Linked DNA regions of Mus musculus: all the other regions are linked to region 2. The links are chromatin contacts, called in public HiCAR-type and HiChIP or PLAC-seq maps. All regions are on one chromosome and are shown on one strand. The core of a region is the stretch at or near the end of the contact, and the rest is flanking DNA. Distances in the headings are between cores, read along the strand shown.

Evidence for each region. HiCAR-type assays count read pairs that join an accessible place to other places. HiChIP or PLAC-seq counts read pairs in DNA pulled down with a chosen protein or histone mark.
Region 1: a contact with region 2 is called in an H3K27ac HiChIP or PLAC-seq map of embryonic stem cells, with 5 times the contacts expected there. The contact joins the enhancer-like site here to the promoter of Zc2hc1a in region 2. A contact is called at or near these places in 1 of 39 promoter capture datasets (hippocampal neurons), 2 of 115 datasets of contacts at active chromatin or transcription factors (astrocytes and embryonic stem cells) and 2 of 9 other capture datasets (embryonic stem cells and embryonic tail).
Region 3: a HiCAR-type map of astrocytes shows a contact between it and region 2, with 6 times the contacts expected there. The contact joins the promoter of Tpd52 here to the promoter of Zc2hc1a in region 2. A contact is called at or near these places in 2 of 39 promoter capture datasets (the 3T3-L1 cell line and liver) and 4 of 115 datasets of contacts at active chromatin or transcription factors (astrocytes, embryonic stem cells, large pre-B cells and 1 more).
Region 4: a HiCAR-type map of astrocytes shows a contact between it and region 2, with 5 times the contacts expected there. The contact joins the promoter of C230057A21Rik here to the promoter of Zc2hc1a in region 2. A contact is called at or near these places in 2 of 39 promoter capture datasets (the 3T3-L1 cell line and liver) and 1 of 115 datasets of contacts at active chromatin or transcription factors (astrocytes).
Region 5: a contact with region 2 is called in a HiCAR-type map of astrocytes, with 8 times the contacts expected there. The contact joins the promoter of Zbtb10 here to the promoter of Zc2hc1a in region 2. A contact is called at or near these places in 6 of 39 promoter capture datasets (the 3T3-L1 cell line, frontonasal cranial neural crest, hippocampal neurons and 2 more), 1 of 484 Hi-C or Micro-C datasets (muscle stem cells) and 1 of 115 datasets of contacts at active chromatin or transcription factors (astrocytes).
Region 6: a HiCAR-type map of astrocytes shows a contact between it and region 2, with 4 times the contacts expected there. The contact joins the promoter of C030034L19Rik here to the promoter of Zc2hc1a in region 2. A contact is called at or near these places in 1 of 39 promoter capture datasets (the 3T3-L1 cell line) and 1 of 115 datasets of contacts at active chromatin or transcription factors (astrocytes).
Region 7: a contact with region 2 is called in an H3K27ac HiChIP or PLAC-seq map of epiblast stem cells, with 6 times the contacts expected there. The contact joins the enhancer-like site here to the promoter of Zc2hc1a in region 2. A contact is called at or near these places in 3 of 39 promoter capture datasets (cranial neural crest, embryonic stem cells and hippocampal neurons) and 3 of 115 datasets of contacts at active chromatin or transcription factors (astrocytes, embryonic stem cells and epiblast stem cells).

The regions. Positions count from the first base shown.
Region 1 is chr3:8,864,460-8,868,357 of GRCm38.p6, reverse strand. The region is part of intron 2 of Mrps28 (mitochondrial ribosomal protein S28); the gene reads left to right. Among named protein-coding and RNA genes, the nearest start is that of Gm52600, 34 kb to the left of the region's middle. Within about 2 kb of position 1,682, at least 132 of the 459 cell types and tissues checked have an H3K27ac peak or open chromatin away from gene starts, as enhancers often do. A contact at or near this core is called in astrocytes, embryonic stem cells and hippocampal neurons, where this site is marked.
Region 2 is chr3:7,501,860-7,505,651 of GRCm38.p6, reverse strand. Zc2hc1a (zinc finger, C2HC-type containing 1A) reads right to left here and starts at 2,226. Exons shown (of 9, transcript NM_173181.3): 1 at 2,125-2,226. The coding sequence starts at 2,140. It also overlaps the pseudogene Gm23592.
Region 3 is chr3:8,962,821-8,966,212 of GRCm38.p6, reverse strand. It overlaps Tpd52 (tumor protein D52), which reads left to right and starts at 2,067. Exons shown (of 6, transcript NM_001025262.2): 1 at 2,067-2,366. The coding sequence starts at 2,231.
Region 4 is chr3:8,734,851-8,738,757 of GRCm38.p6, reverse strand. It overlaps C230057A21Rik (a long non-coding RNA gene), which reads left to right and starts at 2,119. Exons shown (of 3, transcript XR_878672.2): 1 at 2,119-2,630.
Region 5 is chr3:9,248,573-9,252,189 of GRCm38.p6, reverse strand. It overlaps Zbtb10 (zinc finger and BTB domain containing 10), which reads right to left and starts at 1,623. Exons shown (of 6, transcript NM_177660.3): 1 at 110-1,623. The coding sequence starts at 1,060.
Region 6 is chr3:9,401,343-9,405,091 of GRCm38.p6, reverse strand. C030034L19Rik (RIKEN cDNA C030034L19 gene) reads right to left here and starts at 2,072. Exons shown (of 4, transcript NR_160691.1): 1 at 1,853-2,072; 2 at 163-274.
Region 7 is chr3:9,007,132-9,010,644 of GRCm38.p6, reverse strand. No RefSeq gene overlaps it. Among named protein-coding and RNA genes, the nearest start is that of Gm46832, 19 kb to the left of the region's middle. Within about 2 kb of position 2,179, at least 14 of the 459 cell types and tissues checked have an H3K27ac peak or open chromatin away from gene starts, as enhancers often do. A contact at or near this core is called in embryonic stem cells and epiblast stem cells, where this site is marked.

The DNA.
Region 1 (3,898 bases), core at 433-2,932, 1.4 Mb before region 2:
CTCCCATATATGCATACATTTCACTATTAATATGTTTGTGTGTAGTATCTATGTCACAGATGCAGGGACCATAAAACTGGAATCAGTTTACTAGCAGAAAACAGTCTCTTAGTAAATGAATATCTTCATGGACACAAGATGTAGCAATCTCAGTCATCTGGAAATACATTTCCTGTTGGGTCATGAATGCATTAGTCCCTTGGCTGAGGAGGTGCAAGAGGATGTGATTGTTAACACTAGCTGTAGAATTTGAAAGTGGTCCTAGTAGCAATTGGGGTTAAACTTGCAGACAACATTTCAGGAATGCTTGCCTGGTGCCAGGCTGTTAGGTCCGTCACACATAATAACCTCTTTTGTCCTCACAGGAGCCAAGGCAGCAGGTATTATTATTATCTCAATGATTATTTATTGACACAGAGTAAGAGTGTAGCTAGCAGCTGGGGAGGCTAGGCTCCCATGGCGGGGGAGGGGCGGCTAGAGAGCGTGAAGGTGGGCAAAGCACATGAAGGAGATTGCACTAATGTTTTACAGCACACTAGCATACCTCTAGTATACAGCAGCTCTTCATGTACTTCAGATTACTCCAGGAGATGTTTATAGGCTCCTAACACAGAGATGATGATGCCTGGAAAGGAGACAGTCATTATCCTGATGTTATCAGTATACAGTATATGCATATTTTGAATTATAATACTGTAGCCTTTCAATAAGTGACATTTTAAAATTAAGAAATAGTTGGTACGCCAGGTGTGGTGGCACACGCCTTTAATCCCAGCACTCAGGAGGCAGAGGCAGGCGAATTTCTGAGTTCGAGGCCAGCCTGGTCTACAGAGTGAGTTCCAGGACAACCAGGGCTACACAGAAAAACCCTGTCTCAAAATCACCGGGGGGGGGGGGGGGGAGGAGGGGAAGAAAAGAAATAGTTGAATAGTTGGACATGTCTATTGCAGATGAGGAAAATTAAGACCTTAATTTTTAAATGAAGAAATAACAGAAGTGACAATTGGTAGAACCAGATTAGAGTGTAGTTGAACCCTACAGCATGCATGCTTAAGTTCAGATAAACCTCCCAAGACATCTTTGGTTAGGGAAGGGACATTTACTTAGGACGTGAGTTGGTGCTTTGATCTAGCTGGAGTTTCTTGGCCTTTGTCAAGCAAGCCGTTTAAGTCAATGGAAGCCGTTGGTCTGTAGTGACGCTGTTTGACTTCTGACTTAGGTGCTTTAGTTTTATACCCGATTAACCTAAGAAAGATGCAGGAAGAGAGGCGTGCATGTGCTTGGGGCATGTTAACATACATGTAAAAAACAGACCAGAAAGGCTTCTGCCAGTCTGGGGCGGCCTCAGAGCACTACCAGAACCTTGCCCTCTCAATGGCCTTCAGCCCTGTTCCTGCATTCTCTACTGGCACACGGCCTACTTCGCTTCTCTTCTTTGAGCCAGTCCAGACTTCTCTTTGTACTTAACAGAAGCTTGGGGAGGGGGATGAGAGGAGATGGGGGAGGGGGATGAGAGGAGATGGGGGAGGGGGATGAGAGGAGATGGGGGGGATGAGAGGCGATGGGGGAGGGGGATGAGAGGAGATGGGGGGGTTGTAAGTGATTCATAAGAGAAGTATGACAGAAACGAAAGAAGTATAAAAGAGCAACAACAGTGCTTGACTCAGTACCCTGTCAGCACCAAACTCAGTGACTGGACTGTTTGGCCCTAGCTCTATTTTAATGCAAAACTGACTTCACTGGGGTAAGAAGTCTTACCTACTGACTTCCCAGCTCTCTCTTGACCTGTCATGTACATATGGGTACAACTGCTGGCCAAGGGGACAAGTGTGCAGCATTCTTCCGCCTTCACTTCCTAGGCTCTTTAGCCCCCATTGAGCTGTGAACAGTGGCTGAGGACAAAAGCTGTATACACTGTTCAAACAGAGCAGCAAAGCAGCAGTGCACTGAGTCACTCTGCGCTCTGTGTGAGAACTGAGGGGGCTCTATTCATTTCCTTTGTGCTGCTGTCTGTCAACAGCACTGTTTGAGGCAAGGCCTATTGTGCTGGCCAGTGTTTCTTATTGACCTAAGTCTGTGGCTGCTATGTTCCCAGGGTCGAAGTTGTGAGTGAGAGAATGTTTGGAAAGGGGTAATCATAGGCTCCATGCATTTTGCTGTATTGTCATCTGACCTATTAAATCTAAACTGTGGTCCGTGTTAATGCAAACAGGTAATTATATAGTCACAGCTGCAGCTATTGACATCTGCTCACTGCCCCCATGGGAAAAATAGGTTCTTTTTGTTCTGTGTTTAGATTCTTGCATGCTGGATTTTAATGATTTTTAACTGAAAATAGATAATGGATCAGGATGAGTAAAAGATGAATAAGGTAGACACGCCTTAGCCACAGATGTTTGCGTGTTTCCATTGATAACATGGTGCCTTAGCATGGCTCCAGCCTGAGTAATCTTGGTTGAGTTAAAGTAGTAGAAAATAAAGCTAACTGTTACATTTCTATCCTAGATGACCGGGGCACCATGCTGCTCTGGGAACTCGGTGGTGTTCGTTTGTTTGCTTTAACCCACTGTGTCTTCCCTAGTGCAAGATGGTCTGAAGCAAAAAATTTCAAAACAGCTGCCTTTAAGCATCACATCCTCTACGTCCTATGGGAAAGAACCAGTTTCACGATGGAAAAGAAAAGAAAATATTCAACTATGTTTTACTTTAGTGTGAAAATCTACTCTTATTACTTAAATTCACTGCAGTCAGGTTTCGCTCATCTGCACAGCTCATCAGTCTTAGTATTTATTAAACCCCTAGGAGGTGGTGGGCCGTGAGGTGGTGGGCTGCTCTTTGAGAGTGGATGGCGTATTGTCTTTGTTCTATTTCATGCTTTCACTAGGGCATGGTGAAGTTCTCAGAGGTGAGAGTCCTGGAGGGCATAAGAGAACCAGACTTCAAGGTCTAGGGCCACTTCAAGGTTGTCTAAGGTTTGCAGTTTGTGTCACTTGCCTTTGGGGATGCAGTCTCTTCCTAACGTTAGTTAAAAGTTGTGTTGTTGGCCTTGTTGAGAAAGCACTCAGGATACCCTCAGGTTGGAATTGCCTGTGGACCAGTCCTACAGGCAGGTTCCTTTCTTTGTTCATCACAGAATAAGGCAGGAGGTGGCTGTACTGTACTGTATGTAGTGGTCATTGGGAGGATGATATTTGACCTTCTTACATGTAAGATACCAAAGATGATGATGAGGAATATAAATTCTTATCTGTAGGGAAGTAAGGCCAAATGCATTTATTTTTATACTATCCTTACCACAAGCACATGTTTAAAAAACACAACATAGTGGTAAGATTTTATACAGTGAATAATAGGATACAGTTAATACACAAAATGTTCTCTCTCTCTCTCAACAAAGTGGGCCATTGAGAACTTGTAGTTCTGTTTTGAAAATACTGTTCTGTGTTAATGTTACTAAGTGAAGCTGCCATCCTGTATGTAGAACATGGTAGAGTTAAGACAGCTGCAAGTGCATGCAGTTGTGGGTACTTCTTAAAATGAAAATGGTTTTCAAATTTTTGGAGAGAAATCTGATTTTTAAAAAATATTTTCACTTCTTTAATGCTATGTTACATATAGAATGATTTTCACAGATAATCACTTCAAAAGGCTTTTCATATTTGTTAGAAATAACAAACCATATGTCATCTTGTAGATGCCCTGATTTGGTAGGAACATGGCTCTTGGCCAGCAATTAATTAAGTTACCCTTTTGTTTGGGCCATATTGTGGCAGTCTTTAGGTGTGAAAACTTCTGTTGTTACCAGATAGGGATGTTCTTGTCTGCATCCATGACAGTCTTTGAGACAGCAGTCCGCCTTGGTGCTCTTTTTGTACACTGTAGATATATAGGAGTTATA
Region 2 (3,792 bases), core at 977-3,476:
AAGGGTAAGAATAGGCGGCCAGTAACTACTTTCAACTAGAAATGTAAGTCAGATAGATGTCAAAGACTTTTGCTCAATGACAAAGATAAAGCAAACAAACTTGAAGATTGTATGCTACATGCTGTCCTATAACTTTTACTATAGAGAAAAAATAGCAAACAACTTCTTGCTTATTAAGTGAAAGCCTGGGTAAAAAATTAACAAATGGTATCCTTAAGACTCAAAGTTTTGAACTCTGAAAAATGTGACATTGTATGAACTCACTTTTTGAAAGAATGATGGAAGTGGAGTGGGGCTGAAGCCAGGACAAAACCACAAGAGAGCGAGCACTGCTCTTCCACTCAACAGAACACTTTGAGCTCTAACTATGCTGGATCACTTTTAGTTGCCAATATTTACCTGTTCTGCCAGACAGAAACAATGATTTCCTTATATTTCAACCTAATTTATTATAATTGAATGCATGAAATGATGGCATCTTAGTTTGTTCAGGAAAAGAAAAATCAAAGAGTTTAAGGGCCAGTACTGCTTAACATAAACCTGACTCATGAATCATGCTCATTGCATACTACATGAGGATCCTTATGTTCTACACACATACATACATACATACATACATACACACACACACAGAGTGTATATTATACTAGTATTCGATTATTTCTCCTAAATTTCTGATTTAGATAGCAAGAACTTTGACAATTTTTTATTCTTTGCATGCATAGATAAATAAGTGAAACATTGGATGAATATTTCTTTCACTGTAAATATTGATCAGTAAAAATCTGGGAAGTATTCTTAAACACTCTTCATGCAGTATGATAGCGTTGTAAAGTCTTCACACCTATGTTTCAACTCTATTCTCTATACAGTCCCTATACTAGTATAGTTGTAAATCACTAAAATGAGTTGCCTGTAGGGGTATCCAAAAATAGGAGATTTTTGAAAGGTATGCTGTCATTACAATTTCTCATTTCATGTTAATTTGAGTGGTACACCAAGCAAGACCTTCACAGCTAATCTGCAGCATAAATGATCTATTAGAATTCTTTATCACCTTCAAGATGTTTGGAGAAAGCTTAACTGCAAAATATCATTGTGAAATAAAATTCATAATCATATTATTATATTTTCTTTCTGGTACACTTAAATCACTGGGGAAGAGTTATCAGTTACCACTGTTAACTTCGTAACATGTCCTGAAATATTTGACTATCTATAATACAAGAAAATGAAGGGATCAAGTCCCCTATTCATTCCAAGTACAGTAAGTGGTGAAACAATTTTAAGAGAGAAAAAAAAACTATTTTAAGGCAGCAGGATCCAAATTTTCTGAAAGCTTGTATATCAGAAAGATCCCTAGTCTTTTTAAATCCTGAAACTGTTGTCACCACTGTTAAGATTTTTTTTTTCTTCCTTCCTTTGTTTTTTAAGTGAAATGTTGTCCTAGCGCGGGATTAAAATGGATGAAGAAAGGGAAAGAACTGGGAACAAAACAAAATCTGAAGCCATGGCTAAGGCACCAGGATAAAGTGAAGATAAGGAAGCAAAGCTGGCTTTTCCCTAGACCGTCCTCGTGAATAAACCATTAATGTTGAAGCTATTGTCCCTGCTGTAGAGCTCGCCAGGGACACTTCCTTGGGAGATGCTCCGGCATCTCTCCGAGCAAGGTGCGGTAGAAATGGAAGGAATGGACCTACGACTGTCCAAGGTGTGTGTCCAGAGCTCGCTGGAGGCAGGGCAGGTCCTGAGGGGTCAGCAAGAGCTGGCGACCCGGGCGTCGCGAACCTTAACCAAGAATACACTTTGCAAAGATAAGACTCGACCAGAGACACCTAGTGCCCACAGGAAACTCAGGGGTCCAGAAAGGACCCGACATGGTAGTTAGGCCTTGCAGAAGTGAGGACGCGGGGGCTCCAACCCCGCGGTGAAGTCGAGCACCGTGCCCGGCGGGCAGCCCGCGGCCACCGCTCCCGTAAGGGGCCGCCAGCTCCGCCCCGGGTGTCGGCGAGCGCGGGGACCTCGCTGCAGAGCCGGCCGGCCGGCCGCACTTGCCCCCAGACTCCAGGCCCCGGTCGCTCGGGCCCGCTGGAGCCCCGCGGTCGCATCCCCCTCGCGTCTCACCTTCCAGTCCGTCCATGACGCGCCGCCTCAGGCTCCGCAGGCAGCACCCGCCGCCGCCCAGTTCCTGCTGTAGCAACACGGCCGCACCTCCCACACTCTAACATCCCGGCCTCCTATTGGTCCGCGCGGGTGGGGGCGGGGTGACAGGGGCGGAGCTACTAAGGGCGGGGCTGCGCCTTCTGCCACCTCCCGAGGGACTCTCCTTCCACCAAGGTTTTTCCAACCACCCTCCCTGGAAACCGCAGCTACTTTTGTTGGCAATCCGAGATCCTTACACGCCTTTGTTCCACTTCAGCCACATTTAGGCTCACACCTTGTTTTCCAGCTTAGAATGCCTCCGCATCTCGGAGCTCCTCATCTCCAGTCAGTAAGAGAATGTCTTTTTAACAGGTCCCTCTGAGCTCTTGTAACAAGATAAGGGGGCCTTGGTCCAGCACCATCCCGTGTTCACTGCCCTTTTAAATCAAGCAACATCCTCTAGCCTTGTTCTTCAGACACAGCTCTATGGGCTAAGACATTGTTTCCTAGGTAAGTCATATTTTCTGTATGGGACTGTGGAACTGAGATTGCGCCAAACTTCTGAAACAGTTTTCTAACTATAAAAAGTTAGGCCCGAAATTAGAAATGAAACTTCCCCGTTGCACAATCTTTCCCTGGCCAGCACTATGCTTGCCCTCAACTGCAGTTCTGCATCTCATCAAGGCTGTACTGTACTGAGCGCTTTAAACTGGGAAGCTAACCTATCAAGGCACAAAGGTGTCTTTCTGTCAGAGTCAAAATGGAATCCAACCACTCAAACGGTTTTGCTTCACAGTCTAACACATTTTACCCTTACTAAAACTCTTCGAAAATTTTACTTAGCAAGAATAAACCAATCATATTGTTTACTGATTCTGGGGTGTCCATTACTAAGTTATCAATATATTTTGTTCGTAACAAGTCTTACACTGTTTTCTTGTTGAGCAGTTTAATTCAAAAGTTGTCTTAATTCTGTATACACTTAAATATGTCAGTAACTCTCTGATTTTGTTTAAACAAGCAAACGCCAAGAGGTCTTATCTGTGAGAAGACGCTCACAGTGGGTGTGAAGACCGTAGAGTCCGAGTCTGGTACAGAATAGTATAAGAAACTTCCATTCTGCAATTATCTCATGAGTCCTTTCCTTGTTCTGCTCTGGGCTTCCCTGACTTCTGAGTTTCTGGGACCTCCATGCAGGCAACCAACCTAGTTACCCTATATTGGTGTAGAGAGCCCCGCCACCACCAGTCCCCTGGCCATGCTTCTAAGACAAAATCAGATGAGGTTGAGGACAGCTTTCATAAGAATGCCCAAAAAAATAAAAAGAACACAAAAAGAATTATCAAAATAAAGAAGACATTTACTTTGCATATTGCAAGTTTAGACAAATATTAGGATGATGGACACAAGCCTTATTAGCCATAAAATCTACAGTAACATCAATAACAATAATAAAAATAGCAACAATAACAAAAGTACCTTAAGAGGCCCTGCCATCTAGAAGCCTTACAGGTGTGGCTGCTATATCACATGTCTGCCAGTAGATGGCAGAGAGGAGAGAAGCTATGTCTAGTTCAGTGTTCTGACCCATGAATAATTTACCTCACATTTCTGGAAAAAGGCCTGTCAGAAAAGCTACCAGTCTGGCAT
Region 3 (3,392 bases), core at 818-3,317, 1.5 Mb before region 2:
GGTCAGACTTTAAGACAGTTACTTAGATTCTTAGCCCTCATATTTAAAAATAAGGCTGTTTTTATTCTCCACTGATTATAAGTCCCATATTCAGATAAGGCCGGCAGAAATGTAGCCATGAGGTCTGGCTGGCAGAGAGTTCTTCACAGGTGAGTGCCGTGGGTGGGGGAGAGATGGGAGATGGGAACTAGAAAGACTTCTGAGAAGAGGTGATGGTCTTGAAGGATGGTGCATGGCCTCAGCTAGAGAAAATACAGTACAGCAGGTTGGGTACAGGATGCAGGGTGGATGTCACCAGAGGCTGTAGTGTGTCTGTGGCAGAGCTAGGTGACCTTTCCATAGGAAGGAGGCTAGAACAGCAGTGGACAGACCTTCCCACTAACTCTGACTGGGCCCTGTCAGAGGGAATGACGTAGTGGACTGTAGAAAACCTGACGTTTGAAAGAAAACAGAATTATTGTCCTTTCTGTGCAGGGCTTCACTACATAGCCCAAGCTGTAGTAGTCCTCCTGCCTCAGCCTCTTTGGGTCTGGGATTTCAAGGATGAGCCATTGCACCTCTTTGTGACAATTCATGGTTTCAATTAAACAGCAAGCATTCGTAACTGCCAAAATCTTGTTGTCTTTAAGGAGGAAACTATAAATATTTTTGTTAAAAATAAATTCTCAAAAAGTTTAAATTAGACAAAGGCATTCCCTAGAGTACACACGACTACCTAAAAAGAACAGAAACGAGAATCAGTCATAAATTGAGATGAATATGGATCATCTTAGAGATTTTGAAGACTAGTCATACACTGGAATTTCTGCTCATCATTAAAATGGTTTGCTTTTGGGGGCTGGAGAGATGGCCCTGGGTTAAGATTGTTTACTGCTCTTACAGAGGACCCAGGTTCAGTTCCCTGACTTCATATAGTGCGTCATAACTGCGTGTTGGTCCTAGGGGATTCTGTCAACCTGTTCTGACTCCTACTGACATGAACTCGAGCCCACACAAACAACACAATAGAAAGCTCAGGCCTTACATTTCAGAGACTATAAATAGATTCCAGAGATTATGTATTGTTTTTGTGTTTTTGAGATGGGGTCTCTCATTGAAGTCCCAGCTAGCTTCATGGCAATCCCCCTGTCTCAGGTTTCTGAGTAATGTGATTATGGCATGAGCCACCATGCCTGGCTTGACCTATTTCCTCCTTTTAACTTAGTTCCACCAAGGGCCTGCAAGCGCTGTTGGGTCACAGCAATAGCCATGGAGAGAGCATGAGCAGGGTCTCTGGAGGCCTGGGATGGAGGAAGTGGACTTGGTGATTGTAAAGTTTTACCAGCCAGCTCCCTTTCTGCCTGGAGGGTGTGCCAAAGAAACAAGTTCTTTGTAGAGCCCTGAGGGCATGCCTGACTTTGCTTAAACAAAGGAGCTGAAACACCCCCTGCCCCCAGCTGTGGGAGTTTCAGCCCCCCCACCCCCCACCCCGGAAGCGGTGGGAGCTGCCTGCACCTTCCAGCTACTTCCTATGAAAACCTCATTCTTCCAAAGAGTCAGTTTAAAATTGTTTGACAGTTATTCAGATTCTGCTTTAGAAAAAAAAAAAAGGATGATGGGTCTAGCTTTATTTTTGTATTAGGTTCTGCTTAAAAGGCTGCTTGCTAAACACGGGATGCCAAGCTCTCAGAATCCTGTATAATATAGGGTGCAAGAAAAGTATCACCCAGATGGCATTTTCGGGGAGATTACTGACAGATAATCCTCTCTTGTCCTAGAAGATTAAGTCTGCCCCGCCGACGATGTGGTCAGATGACCGGTCTAAAAAAGTTGTATTTTAAACAATATTCCTGCTAGTGTCTAGTGTTTGTACAACTGAATGGGGCTCCAGAGTGGGGGGCCTCCTTTGTGTACAGAGGGAAGGCCACTCCCTCTGCCCCGGTTATTCTTTGTTCAGTGAATTAGCGACAGGTGGTGACTAGGGCCCTCCTAAGGGAGGAGTCACTACAGACCTGCTCGTGGGAGCCGGAGCCACGCCGGGGCCGGAGCTGGGCGGGGCTTTAAGCCCGGTTCCTCTGGGCCGGAGCTGGGCGGGGCTTTAAGCCCGGTTCCTCTGGGCCGGAGCTGGGCGGGGCTTTAAGCCCGGTTCCTCTTCTCACCTGGGCTGCACAGGTCAGCCGGATCTCCCTCAGCCCGGGGCTCCCAGGCTGCCGCAGCGCCATGCTCGCCTTGCTCGCTGCCTTCAGCTAGCATGGAGTGCAGAGATATGGAGTTGGCTGATGATTACCAATCCCCCTTTGATTTTGATTCTGGAGTGAACAAGAACTACCTCTACCTCTCTCCAAGCGGGAACACCTCGCCGCCTGGTTCACCTACACAGAACGTTGGTAACTATTTGTGTAGTGAGTTCCCTCTGCTGTGTTCTTCAACATGGGAAGTTATTTTTGGTTGTTAACTGTTTAGAGTGGGACAATGAATTTTAAAGTTGGCACCGTCTGTTTCTATGCTCCTTAGAGGTCTGTGGATGTGCGGTGATGGTGAATGACACGGAGGGTCTTGGGGTCAAATAGTGGGTACAGTTTTAAAATCTGCCTAGGCAGTGTCTTAGTAAAGGATGCTTAGGCATTCAAAACCGTTCACCACACTCAAGGGCCTGGTGAGTGTGCTACAATAACACCACAAGTATCAAGGTGAAGATAGGCTTGGGTTTTCCCTTGGGAGACCAAAAGCCATGTAGACAAATAGCTATGTACACCTCACAGTTTCCAAAAGGGAAAATGAAAAACCACCACACCTTTGGAAGCAGCTGTTTCTTCCCATGTGGGACACGGATTTGTTCACAAGGCGGAAACCAGGCTGTGACAGTCTGAATTGATCCCCACATAGGGTCCAGCAGAAGTGGGGACAGCCTCCTTCCCAGCTTGCAGGAAGGATCCTATTGCTTGCCAAGAAGAGGAGATGGCTTAATGAACTCCTCTGTCAGAGTCAAGGAAGCAACTTGGCTTTCCCAGAAGAAGTTAATTATTTCCTTACTGTGGAGAATTGGTTACGTTTTGTTCTTTTTAAACAGTAGAGCTTGGGAAACCTAGAAGACAGTGAAGGACAGACTGTGGCACCTCTGATCCAAGCTGCTGGGGGTTTGGACGTTTGCAGGGCACAGGTGTGTGCTAACACAGCATGCTTCAGTGCTTGGTTATAGCAGCCACCTTTGAGGTATAGTCTGGATTTTCAGAAACCCACATATGTTGATAGTTTCAGGCTAACACTGCCCTCTAGAAGTTGGAAGCTGTTAGTAATGTCTGTGGGAGACAGGGCATGGGAAAAGCATTTTTCTTCTCATTTTCACACTTCCCTTGCCTGTGACCCATGTGGGATCTCTGGGCTTCCCCGTTACCCAGCACTTAAGAGGGGGG
Region 4 (3,907 bases), core at 870-3,369, 1.2 Mb before region 2:
TACAATTCTCCCCTCTACCCTGCTTCCTGTCTTCTTTCTGCTCCCTAATCCAGTGAAATTCCAGGGAGGGAGGGATCCCGGGCCAGCTCACACTCCTGCTGCCATCTTTCTTTACCAAGATGGACTATGGTCATCTTAAACTCTTTTACATTGTTTCTTTGTAAGATGATAGTTACTGTTCTCACTGGCACATGCCCCTGTGACATGAGTATTTTGCACCTGTGTTCAGGTGCTCCTAAGGTCCTGGAACTTGACTTATAGGTGACTTTGGGTGTCAGCTCCCGAGACAGAGTAGCAAGCTCCCCCACCTGTTGGGCCACGTCTCCAGCCACTTCAGCTGCTTCTTGCTATGTATTTGGAAACAGCAGTGAGAAGACTCACTCACCACACAAAGCCTGAGCTCAGCCCCAGAGACTCCAAGGACTCAATGCGCAAGCCCGATTATCTTATCCCCATGGCTCTATGTCATGAAGGTCTGGATGGCGTCATACTTTCTTTGACTATGAAACACATCATTCCTGTGGGAGTGAGAGGGTGTGTGTGTGTGGGGGGGTGGGGGTGCCGGAAACTATGGAGACACATTGTGTACACGTATAAATAAATGATATTAAAAATTCAAAATTCGTTCAAAATTCATATAAATGATGACTTGGAAAATTCTGACGTTTTAAACAGTTACAAGTTCTACCTTCCTGGGTTTTCAGAAGACCTGTTTCCTGTTTGCTCTCTGTTCAAGACACACGGGCTTTGGGAAATCTCACAGAGCTCCTGCTATCTCCTCGCCCCTAGCACAGGGCTGGGGAAGAGAATCCTTTGAAACTGAGATTTACATGGATGGAGGAGATGGAGTTGAATGGGGAAGACGACATTTTATAAACAAAAAGTTAACACTCGAGGACTCAGCCAGCCGAGACACAGGACTGTGGCCTGCTGTCTCTCAGCGGTTTCTTTGGTATGGTCTTCAACAGAACATTGAGACCAGAAGTGAAATTCAGGCCTAGTTAAAGTAAAACAAATAAATAAATTAATTAATTAATTAATTTTAAAAAGTAAAGTGCTGAAATGGAAACCTTCGGGTGCAGCCTTGGGAAGGCTGACCACGGGTCTTGCTCATCAGCCTCGTTCTGGTCAGACTCCTGCTAGGCTTCAGCCCAGCTGATTTTCCCCATAGCAGGCACTGGATACATGGCCTTCCTTTCTCTGCACTCCACTGCCTCCGAGCCTCTCCTTTGCCTGCCTGCCTCCTGGCTATTTTCTGGCTCTCAGCCTGGTAGCTGCTGTCTATTCCATACAAACGTAGGCTCCACCTGTGTGCTTCCGCACGCAGGCTTCTCACAGGGGCCGGGAGAGATGACACAGTAGTTAAAAGCTCTGGCTGCTCTTTTGGAGATTCCAAGTTCAATTCCCAGCACTACCAAGTGCTGCCCAACTGTTTGTAATGGAATCTGATGCCACTTGTAGGTGTGCAGACAAAAGTGTCTTACACATAAACCTATAAAAACACACACTAAATCAACCAATGTGAAGAACTAAATGTGTGTGGACTGGAGTTTACAATGGGTTGCCACAGTCCTATGGACACTCCCCCAACCCCCACCCGATTCCCCCCAACCCCCATCCCAGCTCTTCCCCAGCTCCCCCCCCCCACTCACTTTTATTATTGGGAAGGCAACTTAAACCACCCTCTTAATGAAATACACCCATGTGTGTCACACATACATGTTCTAGAAGCTACATGAAACTTTGTGAAAACATTGAAAACTCACCAAGGCAGCTGACTTTCAGAATTCCATTTGCAAAATAAGCCATGTATGAGTTCTCTCCATGGTGAGGCTCTTATGGTGAGCAGCTTAGCTGGACTCTCCATCTGCCATTGCTACATTGAGCTGCATTGCCTATTGCTGTCACTGCCTTCAGCACAGGTGAAATGGTTCAGCAGCCCTTGCACCAGGCCCTACAAAGGTTAGCCTTTCTATGAGATCAACTCTGAGAACTTCCAGGACTTCTGGGAAGGAAGCCAGAACAATTCCTCACTTCTCCTGCTAAGAAGAACCAATCTAAATGGAGGAGGGGTGACGCCAGTCTCTGATAAATATCCTTTCCATATGAAGTGCACATCAGCCTGACACAAGTAATTAGCTGTCAGGTGCTAGTCTTTGCTGTCAGAGGCCAATTTTGAGATTAGTGTTAATTGCAGGCGGCCTTAACGGCCTTTACTCTCGGCCCAGCAGCCCCTAGCAAGCTGCCCTCCCCAGCCGCTGCTAGTCTCAGTGCAGCTTTCAGTGATGGGGCTGGCAGAGTGGAATCAATTATGGGCCAGTGAGGATTTTCCCACAGGTCTCACTTGGAGATGAACGACTTCTCCTGCTGCCCAGACAGCTGGCCAGACTGTCCACTGGGAAAGAAGCCTGTGGAGGGGAGTGTGGGCCGTGTCAGCCACACTGCTGACAGCCCATCCGTTATCCACAGGGCTTGGCAGAGAGAGGCTGAGCCCCTCCGGCCTGTCGTGCACTGCCCTGGCTGCTACATCCCATCATCCAACGGCCCCAGTGAAAGAACAGAGAACAGTCCATCCGCGGATGTTACTAAGGGTCAAGAGGAAAGAGGAAGTGGATGGCCACAGCCTGATGGTAATGTTTGGAAGTTAGGTGTGGGTTTGTATTTTTAACAATTTTCAGAATTGGAATCGTGCTTTGTGTCATTTTGCATCTGTGAGGGTCACCTGGACTTTATGGCAATCTCCAAAGGTTTAAGACGGGGCATCTCAATGTTCAGAAGTCTCTCCCTCCAGGGTGTGGTCTGAGCAACAGTGATAAAACCTATGAAGCATGTGCTACTATCAGTTGTCTGTCCTGATTTATATTTTTAGCTGAAATTTTTTTAGCAAGAATAATGATTTTAAAGTATGCAAACTGCATTTCCATATTTTATCATTTGTCTTTGCTTAAAAAAAATTATCCAGGTTAGTGCAAACAGCCCCACATACTGACTATTTAAAAGTAAATAATTCCTAATTGGTAAAATGCCAAAGTCTATTTACTAATGGCGTTAAATATTTCTAGGAAATTTTGTTTTTAAGGGGTGAATTAGCTATTCAATTCTCCATGACCAAGGCATTTAAAAATTATAATTAAAGAACGCCCTGATGTAGGAAGGTGTGGCTCAGTGGGTAGAGTGCCATCCTGGCTTGAACAAGGCTCTGGATTCAGGCAGAATAAGACAGGAAGACCAGTGCGGGGTGGTGGTGGCAAACGCCTTCAAGCCTAGCACTCAGGAGGCAGAGGCAGACAGATCTCTGAGGGTCTCATGTAGGCCTAGGCTGGACTCAATTCAGAATGTTGTAGCTAAAGACAAACTTGGTTCTGATTCTTCTGCATCCACTTCCCCAGGCCAGCAAGGGCAAGCTACAAGCGAGGCTGGGTGGAGCGCAGGGGAGTCATAAAAGACGGGGAAACACTAAGAAGCCAGCTACATCCCACAGTCTTCTTTTAATTTGATTGCTGTTGGTGTTTGTGTGAGAGGCTTGACTCACCCTGCCATGCTGCCTCAGCATCCCAGTGCTGAGGTTATAAGAGCCATATCTGGCTTGCTGGATTATTAAAACAGTCCCCGATTACAGTTACTTGGTTCAAAATGAGATGAAAGTGGGCAAGTAATCACAGGTCTAGTGTAAAACCGTGCATGGTGGCACTGAACTAGAGTCACCTTTGGGTGGCACAGTGGAAACAGCTAGGATGTCGCAAAAGTCTGACTGCACCTCTGCAGAGCAAAGCCGCCTGACTGCACCTCTGCAGAGCAAAGCTGAGCTATGAGGGAGAACTGGGCTCTCTCTCCCTGCTAGTTCCCCAGTCTCACTTGGAGGCCTCTTGAGGTGGAGGTACAGGGGATGAGGGAGCTCACCAGTAAG
Region 5 (3,617 bases), core at 374-2,873, 1.7 Mb before region 2:
CCCCGGAGGATCTTAATTTCCCCCCTTCTTTACTTTAGTTTTAGTCTTCCCCACTGATAAACCTTTCCCAAAAGATGTGGTCGAAAAGCAAAGGCAGGATCTACGGTACCTGGGCGTTGGCTTCGTGGAGTTTGTGTTCGGTGGAGACGTGGTGCCTTAGGAGCAGGGTTTTCTTGTAGTTGCGGGTCCCTCGCGAAAGCTCATCATGCCCCACCTGGGTAAGGTCCACGCCGCCCCCATCCTCGGGGATCTTTTGGCACCATCCGCAGAACATAAGGCCGGTATCCTTGGAGTACCGCAGCCAAGGGAAGTCCTTGAGCCAAGAGGTCTGGAAGGAGCACTGGAGCTTCTGCAAGAGGGACTTGGGCCTCGCGAGCGGGAAGTGCTGGACAGTCTCTCCTTCGCCAGCTCCCACACCGCTGCCCTCCGCTTCGTCCCCACCATCGCCGCCCGACCGCCTGCTGCTGCTGCAGCTGCCGCCTTCCGCCCCACTGCCATCGCCCGGGCTCGCCCCCTCCTCCTCGGTGCTGTAGCTCAGGGACGCCCCGTCCTGCATCCACTCCTTCCCCTCCAGCGCGTCCAGCTCCGGATCCACGGCCGCCGGCCCTCGCCCATTGAAATGCCTGAGGGGCCACGCCGAGGTCTCCGGGCGGCCGCGGCTGCTGCCATTGTTGCCGAGACCCCCGCCGCCTCCCCCGCGGAAGGCCAGAGTCCGACGGTTCCTTTCCGCTAGCAGGGGGCCCCCCGCGCCGCCGCCCAGCAAGGAGGGGCCGCCCGTGTCCTGAGGGAGCAGCAGCAACTCCTTGACGTCCTCGGCGGCGGCCGCGCCGGCGGCGGCCTCCGAGTCCTGGGGCTCCAGGCCCTCCAATTCCATTTCCTCGTCGGCCCCGCGCCCATTCGGCTGCTGCGGCGCGGGCGGCGCGGGCAGTCGCGGTTGCGGCTGCGGAGGCCAAGAAGAGGCCTCCCCGCCAGCGTTATTGTTCGTGGGGCCGCCGCCGCCGGTGACCAACCCGCCTCCTCGGAACGCCAGCGTCCTGCGGTTCATCTCACTGAACGACATGGCGCGCGCCGCGGTCACCGCCGCCGCCGCCGCCGCCCGGTGCCTCGGCTCGCGCCCGGGCTCCGGCCGCGTCCCGCGCGCTCGCCGCGGCTCCCCCAACGCTTCGCCCCCGCCCCCGCCCCCGGCGCTGCGCTGCGCCGCTCTGCGCTGCGCTCCCGCCGGCCCGGCCTCACCCTCCCGCCGGCTCGCGCTCGCTCCCGGGCCGCCGCACGCGTCTACTGCCGCCGCCGTCCCAGCCGCGTCCTCTCCACCCGCGCCCCGCCGCGCTCCGGGCAGCGTCCCGCGCGGAGCGGTGGGCGGGCAGCGGAGCGGCGAGCCGGGCGCGTGCGGCCTTCGAAGTTGAGGAGGAGTGCGGTTGCCCCTCCGCTGCCCCGCTTCAGCGCTGCGCGCACACACCGGCCCGCCAACAGATCTCCGTCCTCGGGGGGAGTCGTGTCGCCGCCGCCGGCTGCCGAGGCGCGGACGCGAGAGGCGCGCTAAGCCGCCAGGCTCCGCCACATAGCGAGCCGACAATAAAGCCGGCGGAGCGTTTCCGTCCGACCAGGCCCTGGCGGAGGTCGAATGGCAAATGAACAACGGACCGTGCGCCCACAATGCACCGGGGTAGCAGTAACCGCTGGAGGGGGAGAGGGTGGGGGCCGGCCGGGGGAGGGGGCGGGCTGGGCCGGGCTGGGCTGGGCCGGGGGCGCCCGGGGACCGGGAAAGGGGCCGGCCGCTCGGGCCCGCGGGCGGGGGTGCGGCCACGGGAAGGAAGCGGGCGGGGCACGGGCTGGGGTCTCGGGGCGGGGCCGGCTCGGCCAGGACAAACAGCTGGCGGGTGTCAGGGGCCGGCTCGCCGCGGCGCGCCCGTGCGCACGGTCCCCGGCTCTCGCCACGACTTCACCTGGGACTCCAGGAGTAAGTGCGGTGGGAGCGCGCCCGGCCCTGTCATCTGCCGGGGGAGGGGTGGGTGGCCGTGCCCGAGGAAGTGAACTTATTTTGTTCCTGCACAAAAGACTGGACCAGGCGGTGCCTCCCTCGCGAGGACACCTCCTTGGGCTCCTTGTGTACGCCGGGCAGCACCTCTGGCCCCGGGCGACGATCGTTTCGCAGAAAATGCACCGCCCCGAGTGTCTTATTGCTGTGATGAAATGGAAATTTAAATAAAAGGTCGAACACGTGCGTTCAGTGGGAAGTATTGACATGGGTGTTACATCACCAGCAGCCAATCAGATATCTCCAGTCGTGTTTATACTTCTACAACCACCTTGTGAGTATTACAGTATGTCATAGCGTTATAAATATTAGGCAGGGTTTTCCCCATGAACGGGGAGGAGTCAGCTGCTGCGGGCGCCGCGTGCGGCCGCGAAGGGAGTGCAGCTCCGAAGACAGGGTGTGTAGATGAGAATTAATTTTTAGGATTTTGAGAAAAGCTCTTGGCATCGCGTATGGAATTTAGAGTGATTACATCGGTCTAAGCTGGAAATGAACCTCCCTAAGTTATATTAGTTTACTTTTTTGTTTTTGTTTTTCAGAAAGAGGCCTTGCCAATTAAGAACCCTTAAACTCACCCTCCCCATTAACTATGCTCTATTTGGAAAACATTAGCACGTTTACACTCATTAATTCACAAAGTGAGGTCGATTTATCTGTTATTTATTGGGAGCGATTTTTGAAACAGGGTCAAGGCCAGCCTAGTCTACATTTTAGGTCAGCCAGGGATACACACAAAGATCCTGCCTCAGTATCTCGAGTTCTGGTATTACAGGTGTGAACCACCATGTTGCACAAGCTTAATTTAAAAATTCGTATGTTTGAGCCTATTTCAGGCTTTCTTTCCTGTTTTTTTTCCCCCTGCCTTTCTTAATTTTTTGTTTTGTTTTGTTTTGTTTTTGTTTTTCGAGTCAGGGTTTCTCTGTGTAGCCCTGGCTGTCTTGGAACTCACTCTGTAGACCAGGCTGGCCTCGAACTCAGAAATCCACCTGCCTCTGCCTCCCAAGTGCTGGGATTAAAGGCGTGTGCCACCACACCCGGCTAATTTTCTTTCTTTCTTTCTTTCTTTCTTTCTTTCTTTCTTTCTTTCTTTCTTTCTTTCTTTCTTTCTTTTTTTTTTTTTAAGACTATGTAGCCCTAGCTGTCCTGGAACTCACTAGGCAAGAGTGGCTTTGAACCCACAGACATCCACCCACCTGGAGTTTCCCTTTTGGGGTGGGAGTGGAGTGAAGAGAGCAGTTGATAAATGGTGGTCTCTCATCTTTCAAGTTTTAAAATTCAGATTGATGGCTGTTGTGTCTGAGGACTCAAGAGTTAAGTTCCCAGAGCCTGTGTATGGCGACTGCCTGTGTAAGTGTATGGAGGCTCAGAGCCTGTAATAGCAGCAACAGGGGATTTGCTCAGGTACCAGGCACACATGGTGCACAGACAGACATACCTGCAGGAACAATGCCCATGCACACAAGTTTTTAAAGCACATTTTCTCAGTGTTATAAATTAATATTTGCTAACACTTTTTTTTGAGACAGCATTATTATGTAGCCTGCTGGCCTTGAACTCTCCAGCCTGGGTCTGTCACCATGCC
Region 6 (3,749 bases), core at 823-3,322, 1.9 Mb before region 2:
TATAGCCCATTTCCAAGTGAGACATATATTTGTACAACATCTGACCTAAATCCACAGTGTATATAAAACATTTGAAGAATTCATCTTATGTCCAGGCAGATACAGGACTCAGTTCATTAACTTTTTATGGCTCAGGCATATAAAACCCACAGGGCACCTCACCTCCACGCAAATGTCACCAGAGTGGCAGGAGGAAGCAGAGCAGTGCAAAGAGTGCATGCTGGAGGCAGCCACCAAGGTTTGAATCCTATTGGTCCAAACTCGGCATTTGCATCTGCAGAATGGGGGCAATTTTGGTAATTTAGTAAGATTATCTAAATAAAGTGTTTATGACAGTTCCCAGAAAATACTGTAAACTATGATAATATTGACCACGATGATAATGGAAGTGATGGCGATGATGATAATTACAGAGTAGGCAGAAGATGAGCTGATTGGAGCATTCGGGCATGAGCTTGTGGAAAAACAAATGGACACTTTATCTAAAGTGGCCCCCAACAGAAGGCTTACTTCTGCTACTCTAAGAGTAACTATCCATTCACCATTCCCCTCCCTTACAAAATGACAAAGTCCTAAGGGGTCTCCGTCAAAGCAGATGCAGATTGCTTGAGGGAAGGGTTAGACTGATGTGTATCTGCCCGGATAACTCACACGAGGCTTGAAATAAGGTAACTGAGTATTGATATCAGCTTCCCAATAGTTCTTGACTAAGCATAACACACCATCAGACACTGGCTGTCCTGGATGCTAAGGGCATATGTTGGCTTATTGGTGGGGTCATCACATCACACCAGGATATTGCTGTCTTTAACAAGGACAAAGAAATCTTCACATTTTTGTTGGTTTGTTTGTTTGATCTCTTGCCTACAATAGAGAAATAATCCCAGTATTTTTCTTCTTACCATATATACTCTTAACAGGCTTAGTCTCAGCTAGAAAGATCTTTCAGAATCCAAGACACCTTGCCCAGTGATAGCTCCCCTGGACAATGTAGAGGAAATAGCAGAAAGAGTCCCAGAGACCAAGGACTCGTTTTCAGAGCTAAGTCAAAGGTCAAGGGTGAGGACTGTAGCATCAGACTCCTCCTGCCACTAGGATCCCACAGCCAGAACTCCCTGGCCTCATCCAGGGAAGTGCCCAGTGGCAAGTCACTGCACTGAGAAAGCTCGGGGTTATCATATCAGTTATGTTTCTTCATGGCCTCCCTCAGTTCCTATGAGGCTGGCCAGTCAGTCATAGGTCATTCTCTCTATAAGCCCTGTTGCCTGGCAACACAGCTCACATCTATTTCTATCAGGTTTCCAGGCAAACAGGCTAGTATACTAAGCCAAGGTCCTTTCATTTGTTTTCTTTAAGAAGGAAACACATTTTGTTCCCCCTTTCCTGACATATCCCTGGTACATCTTAAAGTCAGTACCCATGAGACTTCATGGTAGCCAGTTCCTTTCTCACTGCCCAGCCACCATATGTTGCCTGCCTTGTTATCATGGTCATTCTCACAAGTTTTTGCACAGCTTCTATCCCCAGCTCCAGAGCATGACAATTGGATAACTGTCAGAGTTTATACACAGTTTGCCTCCAATCTCTCCTAAACACATCTGCTTTGCAGACCCAGATAATTGCTCATCATTGTTTGTTCAGCCCCGGAGCATCCTTCTAATGATGGTATCTAACCAACCACAGGCCTGGAACTTAAAAGGCAAAACAGAGCAAAACCACCTTTGGATCTCACTTCTGAGAAATTACATATTAACCCCTAGAATTAACTGATGGGTCCCTCTGTTTAATGCCGTGGTGCCGTTGAGGATCCTGCTGAACCTCGAGCTGCCCCATGCCCACAGTGCCTACTTACCATGAGCTGCCTGCCGCAGAGAAGCAACAATGTCCTATCCCAGCTGTTTCTCCAGAGCCAGAGATATCCATCTTAGTTGGCAATTAGACCCCCAGTTGCCAGCTCAAACACCAATGATTGTACTGGGCTGAGTTTCAAGACCCTAGCATCACTGAGGGAAACAAAGGGGAAGGCTCGGAGGCGGTTGCTGGGGACTCAGCTTTTGCTGACACACGAGTGCCTGGAGGAAGTGGCTATTGCAGGTTTTCTGTGATCTAGTTCCAGCATAAGGCACTGCCTTCCTGCAGCAGGAAATGGTAATAGCCCACTGTGGAAACCAGCCAAAGACTCAAAGAGAGTTTGACTGAATCAAGTCCAGGCTCCAAAACGTTCTAAGTGATAAAATGCATGAATCTTTGGGAAACCAAAAGGATTTCTCAAATCAAGGCTATAAAAGCTAAACCAAAGAGTTTAATGTAAAAAATACAATTTTTCCATAGGATTTCTATGTGCAATTTCAACTATACTGATCCACAGTTGGGCACTTGTTTGGAGATTATTCTATTTGATTTTCCGCTGATGGTATAAAACCCTGACTAAACCCATGTGGATGGGGCGAGTGTTTCAGCTTACAGTTTTATATTCCATCAAGAGGGACTCAAGGTGGCTGCCTGGAGGCAGGACGGAAGCAAAACCCACAAAGGAGTACTCATTACTGACTTGCTCTCCTGGGCTTGTTCTGCTAAAGTTCTTACAGCTCAGGTCCTCCTGCCTAGGGATGGCACCACCCACAGTGCGCTAGGCCCTCCCATATCAATAGAAATGATAATATGTTTCACAGACATGATACTCTGGTGGAGAGGGTTAGTCAACAATAACTAGCCAGCAGAGAGGGCCAAGCACAGCTATTCGTATACCCTTGAAGAGCAGACTTATGCTGGGGAAGGCTATCAAGCACACAGCTTCAGAAGAGGTGAACATGGAGCAGCAAGGGAAGGGCTAGACCCCTGCCTAGCCAGCCAGATCAGTCAAATCAACCCTGCGATCAGTGAGGTGACAGATGTCACAGCCAGATAACTCAGAGCCAAACACTACACATGCTTTTAAATGGCGGGGAGCCACCAGAGACTTGCAGTATAAAAGTTCTGGACCCGTGTCAACCCCTCTGTGCTCTGAGGAGGCCTTGCTCTCCTGTCTTCCCTGAGATGTCGGGCATTTGTAATGAGATCATAAAGAACTGACCGGTCCAAGGGTCCAGAAGGACAGTGAAAGGAGCGGGGCCGTTTAGTTAGACACCCACTGCTGTGACAAATGACTGAGAAAAGCTACTTAGAGCCCAAGAGATTTCCTTTGTAGCATGATTTCAGAGGGTTCAGCCTGGGCCCCACTGCCTCCTGGCCTGTGGTAAGGCAGCAGGATGGGGTAGACGAGGAGGGTCAGATTATCTGACTGCAGCCTGTAGGGTGACACTGCCTTCACTTATGTATTGTCCCGTGTAGCAGGCCCTGTGGCAGACACAGCCAGAAGCAGGCTTTACTGGGGCATCTTTTAGTCCAGTCAAGATTACCCATCAGGCCAGGCAGTGGTGCATACCTTTAATCCCAGGAAGAGGCAGGTGGAGCAGAGCTAGATGCCAGCCTGTCTACACGATGAGTTCTAAGACAGCCAGGAGTACCTGGAGAAACCCTGTCTTACCTGTCTCAAAACAAAACAAACAAGACTTAAACATCACCGGGGACAACTTACAGACCAAAACCGTGAGAGCATTTGAAGCTCAGAAAACATTAGCTGATATCCAGTATGCTCTTTCCAGTTCTCATTTCTCTGCAGCAAAATAAACAAATAAACAAGCCAATAAACATCCAAATCAATATTTTACAACATAATAGCTCCCCTTTCCTTCTCTGTTTTGTGTCAG
Region 7 (3,513 bases), core at 930-3,429, 1.5 Mb before region 2:
ATCAGGACTTTGTTCCTGTGGGCTGGGGGCTCATCTTTGTTCACATAGCAACCAGTTGATGTATGACTACCCGGTGTCAAGGGGCAATAGACAGAGGGGAGGTTCCGGCCAGATGGTGTTGACTTAGATAATATAGCCCTGCTGGTCCTTGCATACCTTTTTATCTTTACAGTCAAGATGTTCTTAGGAATGCCTTAACAACCATGCCTGGGGGCTGTTCTGCTTTGTTCTCAGTCCCAGGCCGGGGCAGTGGGCTCCTAAACAACTCACAAGTTACAATATTTTATCTTCCTTCATAAGCACCTTATCTTCATTTCTCAAGAGCACCAGTGACATATGTTGCTGTCCATGGGGCTTCTCCCTCATCTCTAACACTGTGGGGTCTTTGTCTCCATTGTTCTGAGTGTGCACCTTGCTCTGGGTTCTCAGCGAATGCTCTCAGTCTGGAAATTCTGTCCCATCTCTCTTCCTTAAATTCCTTTTGGACGGTTGGCCTCTTGGATCAGTCTTGTAATTTTCTTCTCTATTTTTCAGTTCTATCTTCTGCCTCACCTTTTGGAAATTTACTTTGTATAGTAGGTTGAATCATATGCCACTTTATAACTATGACAATCAGTGCTCTGCTATGTACAGAACAAGGCCCTCGGAGGGCTGCGTGCTTCCTGGAGACTCTTGAGAAATCCCAGTGCTTTGCTTGTTAAGGTCATTGGCAGAGGTTGATTTCTGATGGATGTCAGTCAGGAACTCTTCTAGCTTCTAGCTCATCTCTACAGTCCTTGGCTCATGGCTGTCTTCATCCATCTTGAAATAATAACAGAGGGTCAACTTCCTCTCATGTTTTCTACACTCTGTGTTTCTTTGTGGCATGTCTCAGCTTCTAGTCAGAGGGGACTCCTTTGTTTTGTTTTGTTTTTTGTTGTTGTTGTTGTTTTTAATTTGCTTTTTGCCTAGAGCTGGGACTCCTGGCATGTACCACTATGCCTGGCTCTTTAGATTGGGCCTACGAAATAATTTAGGCAAAATTCCTTAGCTTAGTTTCCCTGTTTCAGCATCTCTGGCTTTACCTTATAAAGTTGTTTTTCCTGTCACAGGGTCTGAAGATTAGGACACACACACACACACACACACACACATGCACTCAACATATTTATATGCAACACATATATGCAATATATACATTTGTTTTTATTTATTTATTTACTTTTGAGGCAGAGTCTCTCTATGTAGCTCTGGAGCTCTGGCTGTCCTGGAACTCACTTTGTAGACAAGGCTGGCCACTGCTTCTTTAGTGATAGGATTAAGGTGTACAGCGCTGCTGCCTGGCAGGATTCACATATTTTTGTGCATCTTTGCTGTGCAAGGGGACACACACACACTGAGTTATGCACCAACCAAAGAATGTTTTTCATCTTGAATGTAACAGTGACAACTTCAAAAGTCCATTTTTTTCCTTCAATATGTATAGTTGTTTTCCCTTGTGAATTATTATTTTTCTAATTGTTACTTTTGTCTGTGTGCCTCCCACATCTCTCTTCCTTACCGCCTTTTTGGGGAAGAAGGGACTGCCCACTTCCTGTTAGCCCTTCAGCTCATCCTTTTGCTTTTTCCCCATTCTCGAGACAGAGCCTCAGATAGCCTAGGCTGGCCTGGATAATCTTGACCTTGTGATTCTCCCGCTCCTATCCTGATCCCTTGAGTATTTAAGGTGTGCACTACACGCCTGGGTTTATCCTTGTTTTTTGTTTGTTTTCTTTTCTTTTTTGAACTCTCTTTTGTACCACCAACTCCTGATGCTTGTTTGTGAATGTGCATGGCCTCCTCCCCTGCCCGCTTCCCAGTGCTCAGCCCTGGGAGATCAATTAGCATCACTTAACTTTGTGTACTCTTTGTCCTTGTGGACTTGTCACCTGACTGTAACTTTAGTAGCCTTGGGGAGGAGTAAGCATGGATATAAGTTGGGAAGAGAACTTAAAACCAGTGAACTCTCCAAAGAATGGATTTTATGGTATATAAATTTTATGTCAGTAGAGTACATTTTAAATACTTTTGGTATGTGGTGGTTTTATCGTAAAGCATGACCACAGATTTTAGAGATGAGGAGATTGAACCAGAGACATTTCAGTGAGAGGCCCAGGATAGTGATGGCCAGTGCTGATTCAGCTACATAGTAACAGTATTGTAGCGTTGCCTTTGAGCGAGCAGTGGCCATGCTGGGTATTCAGCACTGCTCCTGTTCTTGTGGTCCTAGCCTAGCCTATTTGCAGGCAACTGGAACTTATACTTAGGAAAGCTGAGCTTGCCGGGTGTGTGTGTGTGTGTGTGTATGTGTGTGTGTGGTGGTGGTGGTGGCGCATGCCTTTAATCCCAGCACTCGGGAATCAGAAGCAGGCAGATTTCTGAGTTCAAGGCCAGCCTGGTCTACAGAGTGAGTTCCAGGACAGCCAGGGCTATAAAGAGAAACCCTGTCTTGAAAAAAACAAAAACAAAACAAAAGCAAAACCAAAAAACCAATATTATCAATGATTCTAAGATAGTGATGATATTTATGCTCTGGGTTGTCTTCAGGATAGATGGGAAAAATGAGACCCCTTGACAGCAGCAACAGCAGATGCTCAGGAGAAAGGGGGCTGCGCTGCTTCTGTGTTTTCTTCCTTCCCAGCCCTCATAACGTAGCTTGATAAATGCCCAGAATGCAGAGTGGCTTAAAAACATACAAGGGGAGTTAAGTGGTCTATAGCTTTTATCAACATAGCCCAGATCAATGCGGTGAGAGCATTTCCCGTTCCTCCTTAGGGATTGCACGTCAAACCTCCATTACTGTTAAGTACTCTTCCCAGGCAATACCTGTTTCTGTACATTTCTAACTTCTTCATTTCATCTCCACCGTCTTTTATACACCTGTGAGGATATAAGAGATAGCTATAATATTGCCTTAAGCAATCCAGTGTTAATACACGACACTAAATTGATCTCTTTCCAAAGTCAGTCTTGACTTCTTGGGCCTCTTAGCCCTTTAGCGCCTTGAATTTTCACGTCCATGCAGGGAAGGCTGGTCTTCTGGATTATGATGACTTCCAGACTGTGCTTTGAGCTGCCTCTTGATTAGCCAGCAAGTCAGAACTGCCCTGGGGTCAGCACACTTAGCAAATAAAAATATTTAGGATGCCTAAGAATTTTGGGTGAATAATGAAAACAAAATTCAGTAAAATATATTGCAATATTATGGGGGAATAAGCTAGTAGTAAAACAAACAAACACACTTGTTATGTATTTGAAATTTAAATTGAAGTAGGTGTCCTGTATTTTATCTGGCAACTCTAGGTCTCCTGAAAGACCACAGCCCGGGCTCCTAGCTTTAGAAAACAACTGCAGTGTGTGTGGGGAAGGAGGCCTCACTATCAAACAGATGCCTCTGTTCACACTGTACCCTTTCTCTAGACCCATGAGCCTCTGCAGGCATGCATTATGAAAGCTCCTGCTTTGGCAGGCTTCCATACATTGTCAGGGCTTTTG